Regions from separate parts of the Mus musculus genome. Here all the other regions are linked to region 1. A link is a contact called in public HiChIP or PLAC-seq and promoter capture Hi-C data. All regions are on one chromosome and are shown on one strand. The core of a region is the stretch at or near the end of the contact, and the rest is flanking DNA. Distances in the headings are between cores, read along the strand shown.

Region 1 (2,700 bases), core at 80-2,579:
TGGCGACTTCTCAAGGACTCACCTCTGGGAAAAGGCAGGGGTCGTTCTGCAAAAGCAGGATTCGCAGCTGCCCTTCATTGAGGCCAAAAAGCCCCCGGCTTTTCAGGACTTGGACGTTGATAGGTGTGTGGATATCATGGGACAGAGAACAGGTAGACCTAGAAGAGTTCAAAGCAGTCAGGAGGCCGGGTCAAGAAGAGGGAAGAGGCTGGTGGGTCTAACTCTGCCTAGGGCATTTCCACTTCACAAGTGAATTCCCCAAGTACTAATAAAACAATTCGGATTGAGGCAACTCAGCTTCCAGGGGTCATTTCCCTGTTCTGTGAGTACCCTACCCTCAGGCTTTTTTGAGATTACTTATCTGTTTTTGTAAAGACTAAAACGTAATCTTCAGGCCAACAACAGCTGCTGGCCTCTCTTTGTCCACCAACACTACAAAGAAAGCACTAGAAAGCTTCCCGGATTGCTGCAAAGCACTGGGCTTGGGCTATGCAGCACTATGCCCTCACCCCATCCTGCCACCAGTTTCCTGCGATTGGACACCAGATTTTTAAGCGCGAAAGGGCTGTGGTTATGGAAGGAGGGAGAGAAGGGAACAGAAGTTCCGCGGGCCATAAAGCCCCCAGGTGTCCCTCAAGCGGCATTTGGCATAAGTGAATTCAAAAGTGGCAACACGGATTCAACCGGGCTGCTGTTGTGGAACATCCTAGCATCCTGGGACAGGGACAGCAAATTGGGGGGCGGGGGGGGGGTGAATAATAAACCTCAGTGGAGAGACCTTCCATATTATTTCTCTCGGCGACTAGGTGCACAGGGCGGCCAGCGCGAAGGCCTTTGTCCCATCCCACCCAGGCTCGCCGAGAAGCATCCGGAAGGCGCATCCCGCCCGCCCGCACCCACTGCCCCGCTGGACACTGAGGACTCCGCCCCTCACCAGCAGTCGCGGTGGGGGCACTTGCCCAGCATGTGGCGGCGACACAAGTGCAGCTGGTCGCAGCCCTGACACTCCCCGCGCTGGTAGCGGGCGCAGAGGCGCGCGGAGGACACGGCCATCACCCTGCAGGCCGTGGCGCCGCCGCCTGAGCCCGCGCCCGCGCCCTCGCCCGCCGCCACCTCGGCCTCTGCGTCCCACGGGCCGTCGCGCAGCTCCACCTCCTGCAGCAGGAAGCGCTCTGGACCCGCGCGCCGCAGCACGGCCCGCAGCTTCGCCTCCGACAGCTCCACGTGGCCGCGCAGGTCCTGCAGGAACATGCGGCCGCCGTGAGCACACAGCACCTTGGTGAGGAACGCGCACAGAGTGAGGTCCGCCATGGCCCGCCAGCGCGTCCCCGCCAGCCCGGGGCCTCCAGGCTCCTCCCCGCCGCGGCCCCGACCGGAGCCTGCGAGCTGTAGGGGGCCGGGCCTCAGAAGGCAGGGCCTGAGCCCCTGCAACATTCCTGGCTCCTGGGTTCCTGGCAGATACCGGATAACAGGGAGGGCTGCAAAGAATGTAAACTGCTGAAGTGGTTCTCCCAGCCTGGGGGCGCGCGCCTGGAATGTTAGCTAGCACCTGGGAGGTGGGGGCAAGAAAAGGCCGAGATCAAGGCCAGCGTCCTTTGCAAAGGGGAGTTGGAGGCTAGCCTGGACTACATGACACCCTGTCTCAAAAAACCTAGTAAGGAACCAGCACAGTGGGTAAAAACTTCCTAAGTGTTGGGGTCCATGAGTCGCCCCACGAGCTTACACAAACCCCGATTTCAGTCAGATAGGGATGGTTTATTGAACACACACCATAATACTGATCAATCAGCTCCATGCCTCAGATGGGATTGAGCCATGATATTGTTGATTTTTCTCTGTCAGCTTATAAATAAACATTTTTCCTATTGTCAAATTGGTGACAATATACATAAACACCCACTAAACCTAAAAGGATTTTCCTTCCTAACAATGGACAAATTCCTAGCGTATTATTCCTCTACGGAGTGGTCGAGAGATATTCTATGGTTTCGTCGCTATGATTCCTTAATGGAAAAGAACCCTGTTGCTCCTGTAGAACCTGCCTTTCCCTGTGTTCCCTCCCTACTAAGAAACGGTTTACATGGAATCCTTATCTGCTTACCAGGGAGCCCAGCCGAAAATGTAAACTGAGAAGTGGTTCCTTGGGATTACCTTGTAAAGGGTCTGCTCTCAAACAATCCTTCTCTGTTTGCCTCTGAGAGAAGCCGACCTAAGATACAACTGAAAAAAGAAAGATTCAAGTTGAGAAAGGGGTTAGAGAGGAATGAAAACCACATGCACACAGAGAGAAGAGACGTTCAAGCAAGATAGAGATAGGGAAGAATTTTACTTCAAGGGCACTGATGTTGTAAGCAAGTGTATCCAGAAGTTTAATAAGACTGATTCTGTATGTTACAGAATAGATGGACTGGGAAGACAGCCCAGTGGATAAAACACTTACTAGACAAGTGTGAGGCTGGAATTTGAATGCCCAGATCCTATACAAATACAGGAAGATGTGGGGGCCACTTGTAATGCAAGCACTTGGTAGGCAGTGGCAGGATCCACAGGGGCAGCTAATTGGCTAGACTAACCAAATGGGTGAGATCCCGACTCAGCCAAAGACCTTGCCCTTAGAAATATATTCAATTTCAGAATTCTGGATTGTAATTCATTCCAGATTAAAAGTCTGAATGAGTACCGTGAAAAAATTTGAAATTC
Region 2 (2,700 bases), core at 81-2,580, 710 kb before region 1:
GGAATGCTAGCATTACATAAGCATGTGGGAAGAGAGAAATGTCACACATGATATGATGCAAAACTCAATTTCCTATTACTCCATTAAAAAAAAATCTAGTAGGAGGACCATGGTATATTTGTATATAATTCATTGACAAAGCTGATTTAATAATCATGTGTTTTTCACACATGTTAGTATTTTATAAGTCCTACCCCCGACCCCTAGTTCCGGCCCTGATCCACCCTGTCCCAGCCCCAGCACCAGGTCCCACCCCTGTCCCAGCCCCAGGCCCCTTCACCTTGCTTTAATCTTCTGCATAAGCAGAAAAGGAGGAAGGAGAGGAAGGGAAGAAGAAATTGAGTTTGGTAATCCTCGACCAGGATGCCAGCCGTTCTGAGGCGATATTATCAGTCGCATTATCGGTTCTAGAAAAAGCATGCTCAGTAACATGAAAACATGCTCAAATTATATAAGCATGTGCAAATTGTTATGATACTGAGCAAGATCGTGGATAGATATATCCAGTGATTCACAAGCAAAACCTCCGTTGTTTCTCAATTTGGGGAATGATATTCTCCAAAATGTTTATTTGTTTCCAGTCTTTTTTGCTCCATTGTTGCTTTTAATAACATTTTTAGGCCAGCAATTTACTTAAAGAGAAGAAAGAACTGAGTGCACAGAACTGTCCTCTGACCTAAGGACATAAATGTGTCTACTGAAGTATTTTATCATGAGTATAACGACAACCCCAGTACACAAATTCCTTCATTTGCTCGTGGCAGTTTCTTAGAGTTTTTCTCTTCTCTTTCTCCACTCTAACTGGAGGAACACCACTATTTCCATCATCGCTGACCAGAAGGCTCCTCATCTGACTTTAAAAGTCTGAAAGACTGAGTGTTGGAAAAGAATAATCTCAATGTTGCAGGAAGGATCACATGAATAGTGAGGAAGTAACTCCAAGGCGATTTCCTTTTGCAAAGAGAGTGCATCACATCCCGAACAGGGCCAGCACGGGAGCCTGATGGTCATCCCTAGAGAAAGGCGGCAGCGACAGTTGGTTATTTCTCTTCGATTGGGCGGTCAACCTCGCAGACTAGTTCTGATTGGCTAATTTGGAAAGCTGCAGGAAGGAAGCAAAGGAAAGAAGAGAGGGACGGGCTACTGTCCAATCCATCCGTTCCAGGGATTTAGCAGGTCTTGTGCATAAACAAAAGTTTTACCAGGTAGAGTTTGAATCCCTTCACACATACATTTTTACAAGGTAAGAGAGGTTTTGTAGAATACTGGTGCTTGGCAGGCTAGCTGCCTTTGATGGGGGAAGGGAGGATTTCTCAAGAGCAAAGGTCAGGGGAGGCCACTAGGGGAGCCCAAGTCTATCTTTGTTTTAGCTCGGGCACTGTGAATAACAAACGCCCTCTTCTCAAAAGGAGGCAGAATATGGGAAAAGATCCTTCTCAAGTCTGATTTCTCATAATCTCCGAAAGGAAAGCCTTCTACATCCTGCTTGCTAAGCCTCCCATAAGGAAAAATTACTATTCATTTGCCTACGCTCACACATTCACACAGTTTCCTCTGGATTCTAATCTTCTCGTAATGGAGAACAAAGGTCTTCACAGTACTACTAGGCTTTGCCCTCTAGTTCAGGTTTAGAAACCGCTGGGCTCTCTTGCCTCTGGGCGAGCCTGTCTACTGCATTTCACAGAGGAGGAAGAAACGAAAAGCAGAGGAAAGACTGTATAGCCCTAAGCTTTTTTTCTTCACTTCTGTACGATCTGCCTAGGAATCCCCAAAGCAAGTAGAAGATAAATAAGCCCTGGTCTATTCTTCCTTTGTTTGAGATTTAACTCTCAAGGAGATTTCCTTCAAGGATTGGATTTGAGGAGGCCTTTTCACTTTGTATAGATGATTTGAGCAGATCATTTGCATCTATAAAGGGACGGAGGAAACCCTGAATGGTGGCCACTTCTATAGAAGAAACAGTGAAGGAGCTTCGTGAATTTATTCTACCCTGCGCATGGGAAAAGCACAGAGTAGAGTTTTCAGGGCCCAAATATCATCCCTAAATAGCTATAGCTCTCTTTGCAATCGCTTCACGTCACCAGTTTCAAAGCTACAATCCCCGGAAAACAAAAATTCCAGATAGTCTTAGTCATATTCTCTCTCTCTCTCTCTCTCTCTCTCTCTCTCTCTCTCTTCGTGTGTGTGTGTGTGTGTGTGTGTGTGTGTGTGTGTGTGTGATCCAGTATTAAATACAATATTAACCCAGTGTAACCAGCAAGTCAAGAAAAATGATAACTACAAACTGAAAACCTTGGAGCCTCTTCTATCAACAGATTTCTTTCACAAATCAGATACTGCTCAAGCTATATGTTCTCATTTGTTCTCAGTTAAGTGATGCTCCCCTTATTAAAGCCAAGTAGACTTTCCTAAGAGAAATAACAAAATAAAATGCAGAGCAACTGAACAACAACAACAAAAAAAAATGATTACAATTAAGGAGATAATAAAGAGGAAAAGAAGAGCAGACATAAATCACAACAAATGGAACAGAGGCAAGATCCAAGTTATAATACCATACAGGTCTATTTATGATTTATATATCATGGGCTAGGAGGATTTTTTTTTTTCACTGTGGAGGAGGGGCTGTGAACAAAGAGTGCTCATGCACACCCGGGGAACAGTGTCAGATTTCACACACAGAGACAGCAGAGACTCTGC
Region 3 (2,700 bases), core at 109-2,608, 840 kb before region 1:
TCCATTGCATGGACTATAGGTCCCATCACGGAGATAAGAAGACCATCTGAATTCTTCTTCTCTAGCATTTCCAGCTCACCTAAGGGGGTCAGGGGTGACACAGATCTGTCCTAGCTCTGAGTCACTGTCCAATGGCCTACAGACCAAAACCTGTTAACTGGGCTGCAGAAACTGCAATAGTAGACTCTACTATTATCGTTGAAAATCCCAACCCCATTCTACTAGTAATTGGCAGGTTCAGTAGGTAGAAAATTGTGAAAGACACAGTTGAACTGAATAACACTGTCAACCAACTGGATGCAACTGGTACCTATAGAGTATGACATCCAACAATAAAGATTTATTTCAAGCTCATCCAAAACAATCAGCATTGTAATTCATACCCTGGACCACACAAACACACTTCAAATATCCTAAATAGGGCTGGAGAGATGCCACCATGAGGCTGCTTTTTCTAGCCTAGTTTTCCAGCACCCACACAGTGGCTCACAACCACTTGTAACTCTAGTTCCAGTTCTAGTTCTGACATTCTCTTCTGGCCTTTGTGGGCATCAGGCATGCATGTGGTATACATACGTAGAAACATTCAGGCAGACACTCATATATAAACACTCACAGATAAAAATAAGTAAAAAAAATTGAAACAGGGTCTCATACTTCATGGCTGTGGCTTGTGTGAAACCTGGAATGTAGATAGGCTAACCTCAGACTCAGAGATCTATTCACCTGTGTCCTTAGTGCTAGGATTAAAGGCCTGCACTTCTGCACTTAAATAAAAATTATACAAAGCTCACAAATGGAAATGGGAATAAACTAGAAAACAATAATGGAAAACTGAGAAACTCCATAAAATACTTGAGATTAAAGGGCATAATTCTAAGTAAATGTGAGTCAATGATGTCACAAGAGAGGTAACTATAACTCACCAACATTTGCTTAATACAAACTGGGCATAGTAATACTTGCCCATAGTCCTTCCTAGTACTGAGCAGGTTGAGCCAGGAGAATCAGTTTAAGGCCAAGGATAGCCAAAGCTATATACCAAGACCTTCTCAAGGAACAAATAAAACAAGAACAAAAAGTATCCCAACAACTGAGGGCTGGTTCCCTTCTAGTTCTGGTGGGCAACCAAAACTGCTGTTGGCAAGACCTTATCCCTGAAGACATCAAATGTTCTGGTGACAGGGCATGGAGAAATTAAGCTAGAACTGGGCTGGAAGTCTCCTCCCTGCTGGAGAGCCCTAACTATGCTAGACAAAGCTGAACCCACTGCAAGAGGAAAGCGTCGTCAATGGTCTTACTCAACTGTAGATGGAGCCTGTGTGCAGCAATGATGACCAGCCACTCAAGATGTGTTCAGTGGAACAGTAGTGGCTTCACAGTTAAAGAGGTATACACTTGCTTTCAGATTGGGTTTGTGTTGGGAGCCGCCCCCACATTCGCCGTCACAAGATGGCGCTGACATCCTGTGTTCTAAGTGGTAAACAAATAATCTGCGCATGAGCCAAGGGTATTTTATGACTACTTGTACTCTACCTTTCCCGTGAACGTCAGCTCGGCCATGGGCTGCAGCCAATCAGGGAGTGATGCGTCCTAGGCGAAATATAACTCTCCTAAAAAAGGGGACGGGGTTTCCGCCATTCTCTCTCGCTGGCATCTCTCTGGCTCTGCGCGCCCTGCGCTCGCTCGCTGCCTAAAGATGTAAACAATAGAGCGCGCGCGCCGGAGCTCTGGCTCCTAAAGATGTAATTGAAGGGGCTTTCGTTTTTGGGGCTGGGCGCTGGGCGCTTGCCCTCCTGGCTCCCAAAGATGTAAGCAATAAAGTTTTGCCGCAGAAGATTTTGGTTTGTTGCGTCTTTCCTGGCCGGGCGTGAGAACGCTATTAAGAGGTTTGGGGTCCACTCTGCATCTGGTACTATAAACCTGGTCAAAAGTCCATGGTTGAGAAGGTCGGAGACCATAGTATAGGCGTCCTTTTCCCTCCCTAAATGGATATGATGTGCTCATCAGATGTCTTCTGCACAATTGTATTTATGTGTATAGATTAGTGCTGCTGTCTGCTTTACTCAGAGAAACTGCCTTCTGCAGTAGGTTCCTTGTAGTCTCAGCACTCAGGAGATGGAGGTAGAAGAATCAAGAGTTGAAGGACAGGCCAGGTGGTAGCAGAACAAGCCTGTGATCCCAGCACTTGGGAGGCAGATGCAGGTGGATCTCTGTGAGTTCAAGGCCAGCCTGGTCTACAAAGCATGCTCTAGAATATCCAGAATAGCAAGGGCTGTTACACAGAGACAACTTGTCTCAAAAACAAACAAACAAAAAACACAAAAAAATTCAAGGACAGTCTCAGCTACATAATAAATTCAAGGTTAATCTAAATGACACCCTGTCTCAAGCAACAATGGCAGCAAAAACAATAAAAAAACCAACTAGCCAACCAAACAACCAAACCAAAAAACCAAACCAAACCAAAACAAAACAAAACAAAAAAACCCTATTTTTAAAAATGGGGGATACAGTAAAAGCAACAGTAAGAAAATATAGCATCAAAATATATGCAAAGAAAATATGAAAGATGACAAAAATCAATCTAAGGTTTCACTTTAAGAAACTAAAAACCAGGGCTGGAGAGATGGCTCTGTTGGTAAAGTGCATGCATGCAAGCATGGTGGCTTGAGTCAGAGCCCAGAACACAAAGAAGGA
Region 4 (2,700 bases), core at 6-2,505, 1.0 Mb before region 1:
CACACAATTGGGGCTTCATAAAGCGTAATTGGGTGGACGTTCACCGTACACTGTCCTAGTGTCAAAGACACATCCAGCCTCAGGTGCCAGTGTGATCTCTTCTCACCAGCACTGGGACGGGGGGTGGGGGTGGGGTGGGGGCAGGGGGTTGGGGGGAGGTAAGCCTGGGAGTAGGCTGTCCACACTGAGAGAGGGAGAGAACACACAGGCATGTAACACCAACACCCACTGACATACTTACATACCTACAAGAAGAGACCCATAGCTCACTAGTCTTTAACAGACAAGAACGTCCCATAAGGATTTCTGTTCTGTATGGCTTATTCTTTGCTGCCTGTCAGAACAGATCTCAGCGATCCGGTTAGTGCCCAAGGCTCACCCAGTGAACTCGGCAAGGATGGGGGAGTGTGGAGATGACACTAGCCTAGGGACAACTTTGGCAACTCTTCTAACTGGGCATGTCTGGGTTTGCACCCCATACACTCACAGATGTGGTTTTGATCTTGTTCTGACCTTAGTGTTCTCTTCTGTTACAAGTGCACCCCTCCCTGGGTGTTACAGGGAGAAGAAGCTGGGGCACCCCACTTCTTCTCTTCAACCCAGAATTAGAGGATGAGAACAACATATCCCCAGGAGAGAGAGACAGATAGACAGACATACATAGAAGCAAAACCACGGAGGTACGAAGGTTGAAGAGAGAGAGAGAGAGAGAGAGAGAGAGAGAGAGAGAGAGAGAGAGAGAGAGAGAGACTGAACCCCAACTCTACAGAAGTGCCTCTCTGGAGCTAGAGCAAGTGTCCCCCGCCCTGGGCGGCACCTGTCTCGCTAGCTCCCGCGCCTACCTGTAAGAGACCTGCTTCCGGAAAGTTAAGTCCCTCAGCTTCTCCTCCAGCGCCTCTTCCTTCTCTTTCTGTCCGGCGGCCGCGGGCTCCTCCAAGGCAGCAGCAGCCGCTGCCCCTGCACCCCGCGGGTCCGCGCCGCCCTCGGCGCCCAGGCAGCAGCTCCCGGCGCCGCTTCCGCTGCTGCTGCTGCCACCCGTCGCCCCTCTCTCCTCTCCCGCCGAGGAGCTGGGGTTCATGGCGACCGCTCCGGCGGCCGCGAAAGAAGCCGAGGTGGTGCCGCTGCAGAGGCCGGTCGGGCTGAGGGCGCTGGAGGCGGCGGGAGCGCGGGCAGGTCCGCGCGCCGCTGGCAGGGGCAGCAAATGGCAGCCCCTTCCCGCAGCATCCATCCGCGGCTGCACCGCACCGGGGCATTGTGGGAAACTCCGTGCCTCCACTCCCCCTCCCCAACCAATCAGAGGCCACCTCTCTCCGCCTCCCCTCGGCCTCGCCCGACCAGCCGGCTCCCTCCAATTCTCCCACCCCTTCTCCTTTTTCTAAATCCAGAGCAAAAGCCGGGACTGAACTTGAACTCTGCCTGCAGGCAATGGATCGCAGTGGAGGAGAGAGGGAAAGGGTGGGAGCCGCGGGGCTTAGGACGCTGGGGACAAACACTGGTCATCAAGAAAGGAGAGTGCCCAGGGAAACTTGGAGGCAAGCCGGGTTGCCGCGCCCTGGTTAGCGCACAAGGGAAGCGGACCCGGACCCAGGAGCTACTCAGCACTGATGAGCTGCTGGGCACATCTCAGTCCAGTCCACTGATGACAGATGCCCGAGGCAGCATTTTGTCCGTCACCTTCTTGCAGCATCAGAGCTGGCGCCAAGCAGTAACCTCCAGACGTGGGGGACCTTTGGAGGCCGGGGTGGTGGGGTGTATCTGGAGGAACCTTGGGAGGAATTTTTTAACCATGTGAATTATGGAAGGGGCTAGATTTAAGCTCCCGCTTCTTCTTCTCAAGGAGAGGGTCGGTCGGGACATCTTCACCCATGAACGCCCGCGCCTAGATCCTTGCTTGGTGCCTTCTAAAAGCTTAAAGATGCTCCCTAAACAGCTGTTAATTAGATTGAATCGGATCACAGGATCCTCGGTGAAGCAGAAGGCTGAGAGCAGAAGTGGGGACCCGAGCGCCTCGTGCTGTGGGTTCCTATGCTAAGGGTTCACAAGAAGAGGACAGGAGGAGCTAGCCCAGGAAGGGGCTTCTACCGGTTCAGACACCAAGGCTGAAACCTAATGCGCTGGAGGAATGTAATGTCTGCTCTCTCAGTTTTTTGTTTCTAAGACTATTGAAATCTGTGCGGTTTGAACGATGGGCAACGAAGTGTTTAAGACAGATCATTTTCTAAATTAGATGTTTTTCACCCAGGAAATCTCTGCTGTCAGGAAACGCGAGAAAGATCTATGCTCAACAGTAAGTGCAAGTAACCAAACTACCTATGTAGATGTATGTGCTAGTAAAGATGGCCTTCTTTTGCCCTAAAATTAGGAGGTTGAGCAAAGGAATCTCAAGCCTCGCCCAGCTCTCACGGTGTGCAGTTCCCCTCACATGTACATTATATAAGACAGGGCAGGGACTTTTTCAGGGAGAAAGGGAAAAAGACTACCTGTTGGGGATCAGCACTACACACACACACACACACACACACACACACACACACACATACACACATACACACACATACATGCATACACACACATACATGCATACACACACACATACACACACACACACACACACACACACACACACACACACACACACACACACACACACATCTGGATTTCCCTAACATCTTTCAAGTGACTTTCTTCACACCCAGGCTA
Region 5 (2,700 bases), core at 136-2,635, 770 kb before region 1:
GGCCCAGAGTAATGAGTCAGCGACCTGGGCTCAAGATCTCTACACCAGTGAGACAAATAGTAAACACATTGTTTAAGAGTTGATTTATCTCTGAAATTTTGTTACAGAAAGGAAAGGGCTGACTCCATAGGTCCCTTAGTTACTTCGTAGCCACCCTAGGCATCTGATTAATTAATGCAATGTTAACTTTCATTTCTTTTTCTTTTTTGTTTCTGGTTTCTCTGTGTAGACCTGTCTGTCCTGGAACTCGCTCTATAAACCAGACTGGCTTTAAGAGATTCCCCGGCCTCTGCTTGCCAATGTGTCTACCACCACCAGTGGGCCACTTGTAATGCCAGAATGTTCAAACTCAAGTAAATATTATTTATCATGACTTCAAAGTAAGAGATCATTGGTTCTGGTCATTCAACTGTCAAAGGGAAACTGTACAATGATTGCTTTAAGTGAAAAGATAAAGTGTGACGTACGGATGTGTAGGAAACTGTAAGCTCTATGTGCAGTTTCAGACATCTGTTGTGGACCTTGGAAACATATCTCTCATAGATAAATAGACTACTATACTAGAAAATGGTGTTTGGGGAGTTATTTAGGCTCAACGAAGGCATGAGAGCTATGGCCTCATGATTCTTACCATTAGAGATCCAGCCCCATCACCTCACTCCCAATATGGGCTAATTTCTTTATCGTTTAAGGAAATTGAGGGTAAATCTCTTATTTGCCAACAAATCCCCCCCCCCCCCCGGACAGAAACCAGGTAGATTGCTTTTCTTGAACAAACTGTTTTCCTTTGCAGGACACTAAGCATAACCCTTCAACAGGTTTACTAGTTTCAGGCCTCTGAGGATGTTCCAAACAAAAAACAAGTAAACAAATAACAACAACAAAAAACACTGCCGTACTGGCTGGTTTGTGTGTCAACTTGACACAGGCTGGAGTTATCACAGAGAAAGGAGCTTCAGTTAAGGAAATGCCTCCATGAGATCCAGCTGTGGGACATTTTCTCAATTAGTGATCAAGGGGGAAAGGCCCCTTGTGGGTGGCACCATCTCTGGGCTGGTAGTCTTGGTTCTATAAGAGAGCAGGCTGAGCAAGCCAGGGGAAGCAAGGCAGTAAAGAACATCCCTCCATGGCCTCTGCATCAGCTCCTGCTTCCTGACCTGCTTGAGTTCCAGCCTTGACCTCCTTTGGTGATGAACAGCACAATGGAAGTGTAAGCTGAATAAACTCTTTTTTCCCTAACTTGCCTCTTGGTCATGATGTTTGTGCAGGAATAGAAACCCTGACTACGACAACTGCCTAGAGTTTTCAGAGAGATTGAGAAATCTGTTTGTCTATCATCTTTCCCCACCCTGCTCCTCCTCCTAGTGCTCAGTTCTTTTATGCAATAGGCACCTTTTCAAATAATGTGCCTCTGCCCTGTTCAGAATCACCCCAGAAGCTTCAGATTCTTCTCTACGATGAACCTCAGCGCTGCACACCACCAAATATCCCTAAGTGATGGGAACAACATTCCACTCATTGGGCTTGGAACCTACTCAGATCCTAGACCGGTATGTATATATTCGTGTGTGTGTGTGTGTGTGTGTGTGTGTGTGTGTGTTTGGTGGTGGTGGTGTATGTTGCCTAAACCGATTTTAAATCAGAAGTCAAATTCTATCTGGCCACATTTTTATGTGACCATCCACAGAGTACAGGCTTCAAAGAGTAAAAATAAAGTCACAACATTTTAAGTCTGTGAGTTTGTGGAGAGATGCATTCATAGTCACCTTTGTCCAGATGTGGTCTGTTGGCTACAGGCTAGACTCATCTGTAAGCATGAGTCTATAGAAGCTTCCAGTATGAAGAGAGTGTCTTGCTATGTAGGCATCCTTACCTGTGGAAGCAGAGAAGGTGGAGTTTGGTTCTAGAACTATGCCTAATATCTGAAAACAGTGAAAGGAGAGGAACCACCATCACCACACAGAAGAGTTTCTGCATGGTTGTTTCCCTGAGTTGCTTTGATCCTGTGGTAATGCTGACTCTCAAGGTGGTGAACATCGTGAAGCAACAAGGGTGTCTTTGTGTTGACTGGGAAGCAAACTCCAGTTGAGGGTGTCAGAGGAGCGGCACTGGGGTCTTTATGCTGCCCATGTGTGATCATGCATACTTCCACTCCTCATCAACTACAAATCCCTCATTCCTTACCTTACGCTCCAAGCCTTTATAGGTTAGCCTTTATAGGTTAGCTGACTTGTCTATCCAGCCCATTAGCCACTCTCCGTACATGCAGATCATGACCTAAGGCTGGGGAGAGGCACAGTGGGTGAAGTGTTTGCTTTACAAAGGTGAGGATCTGAATTCACATACCGCTTCCCCACCCCCCATCCCCCACCCCCACTCCCCCGGCACTCACATAAAAAGCCAGGCATGGTGGCTTGTGCCTCTGACTCTAGCTCTATGTAGGGAATGACAGGCAGATTCCATTTCCTCATTGGCCAGCCAGTCTAGTCAAGACCTAGAACTCCAGATTCTCCTGTTCTTCCATAGAGTCCCCAAGCTTCACCTACTGTTTGACTGTGGATGTCTGCATCTGTCTGAGCTAGCTGCTGGGTGGAGCCTCTCAGAAGACAGCCGTGCTAGATTCCTGTCTGCAAGCATAATAGAGCATCATTAATAGTGGCAGGGATTGGTGCTTGACCATGAGATGGGTCTCAAGTTGGG

The links. Promoter capture Hi-C pulls out the DNA fragments that hold promoters and counts their contacts. HiChIP or PLAC-seq counts read pairs in DNA pulled down with a chosen protein or histone mark.
Region 2: an H3K27ac HiChIP or PLAC-seq map of extraembryonic endoderm stem cells shows a contact between it and region 1, with 3 times the contacts expected there. The contact joins the enhancer-like site here to the promoter of Zc3hav1l in region 1. A contact is called at or near these places in 7 of 39 promoter capture datasets (3T3-L1-derived adipocytes, cranial neural crest, embryonic stem cells and 4 more), 1 of 484 Hi-C or Micro-C datasets (large pre-B cells) and 3 of 115 datasets of contacts at active chromatin or transcription factors (differentiating embryonic stem cells, extraembryonic endoderm stem cells and large pre-B cells).
Region 3: a promoter capture Hi-C map of hippocampal neurons shows a contact between it and region 1, with 4 times the contacts expected there. The contact joins the enhancer-like site here to the promoter of Zc3hav1l in region 1. A contact is called at or near these places in 8 of 39 promoter capture datasets (the 3T3-L1 cell line, embryonic stem cells, hippocampal neurons and 3 more), 2 of 115 datasets of contacts at active chromatin or transcription factors (both in embryonic stem cells) and 1 of 9 other capture datasets (embryonic stem cells).
Region 4: a contact with region 1 is called in a promoter capture Hi-C map of hippocampal neurons, with 2.2 times the contacts expected there. The contact joins the promoter of Dgki here to the promoter of Zc3hav1l in region 1. A contact is called at or near these places in 4 of 39 promoter capture datasets (the 3T3-L1 cell line, hippocampal neurons, liver and 1 more).
Region 5: a promoter capture Hi-C map of embryonic stem cells shows a contact between it and region 1, with 4 times the contacts expected there. The contact joins the promoter of Akr1d1 here to the promoter of Zc3hav1l in region 1. A contact is called at or near these places in 5 of 39 promoter capture datasets (embryonic stem cells, frontonasal cranial neural crest, liver and 1 more).

What each region holds. Positions count from the first base shown.
Region 1 is chr6:38,297,930-38,300,629 of GRCm38.p6, forward strand. It overlaps Zc3hav1l (zinc finger CCCH-type, antiviral 1-like), which reads right to left and starts at 1,330. Exons shown (of 4, transcript NM_172467.3): 1 at 935-1,330; 2 at 23-158. The coding sequence starts at 1,311.
Region 2 is chr6:37,591,236-37,593,935 of GRCm38.p6, forward strand. No RefSeq gene overlaps it. Among named protein-coding and RNA genes, the nearest start is that of Gm33429, 61 kb to the left of the region's middle. Within about 2 kb of position 1,331, at least 120 of the 459 cell types and tissues checked have an H3K27ac peak or open chromatin away from gene starts, as enhancers often do. A contact at or near this core is called in 3T3-L1-derived adipocytes, embryonic stem cells, extraembryonic endoderm stem cells and 1 more, where this site is marked.
Region 3 is chr6:37,462,728-37,465,427 of GRCm38.p6, forward strand. No RefSeq gene overlaps it. Among named protein-coding and RNA genes, the nearest start is that of Gm33318, 22 kb to the left of the region's middle. Within about 2 kb of position 1,359, at least 160 of the 459 cell types and tissues checked have an H3K27ac peak or open chromatin away from gene starts, as enhancers often do. A contact at or near this core is called in hippocampal neurons and stem cell-derived epiblast-like cells, where this site is marked.
Region 4 is chr6:37,298,721-37,301,420 of GRCm38.p6, forward strand. It overlaps Dgki (diacylglycerol kinase, iota), which reads right to left and starts at 1,256. Exons shown (of 34, transcript NM_001081206.2): 1 at 843-1,256. The coding sequence starts at 1,228.
Region 5 is chr6:37,528,788-37,531,487 of GRCm38.p6, forward strand. Akr1d1 (aldo-keto reductase family 1, member D1) reads left to right here and starts at 1,386. Exons shown (of 9, transcript NM_145364.2): 1 at 1,386-1,550. The coding sequence starts at 1,458. It overlaps Gm33429 (a long non-coding RNA gene), which reads right to left and starts at 2,616. Exons shown (of 4, transcript XR_868980.3): 1 at 2,393-2,616; 2 at 1,767-2,283.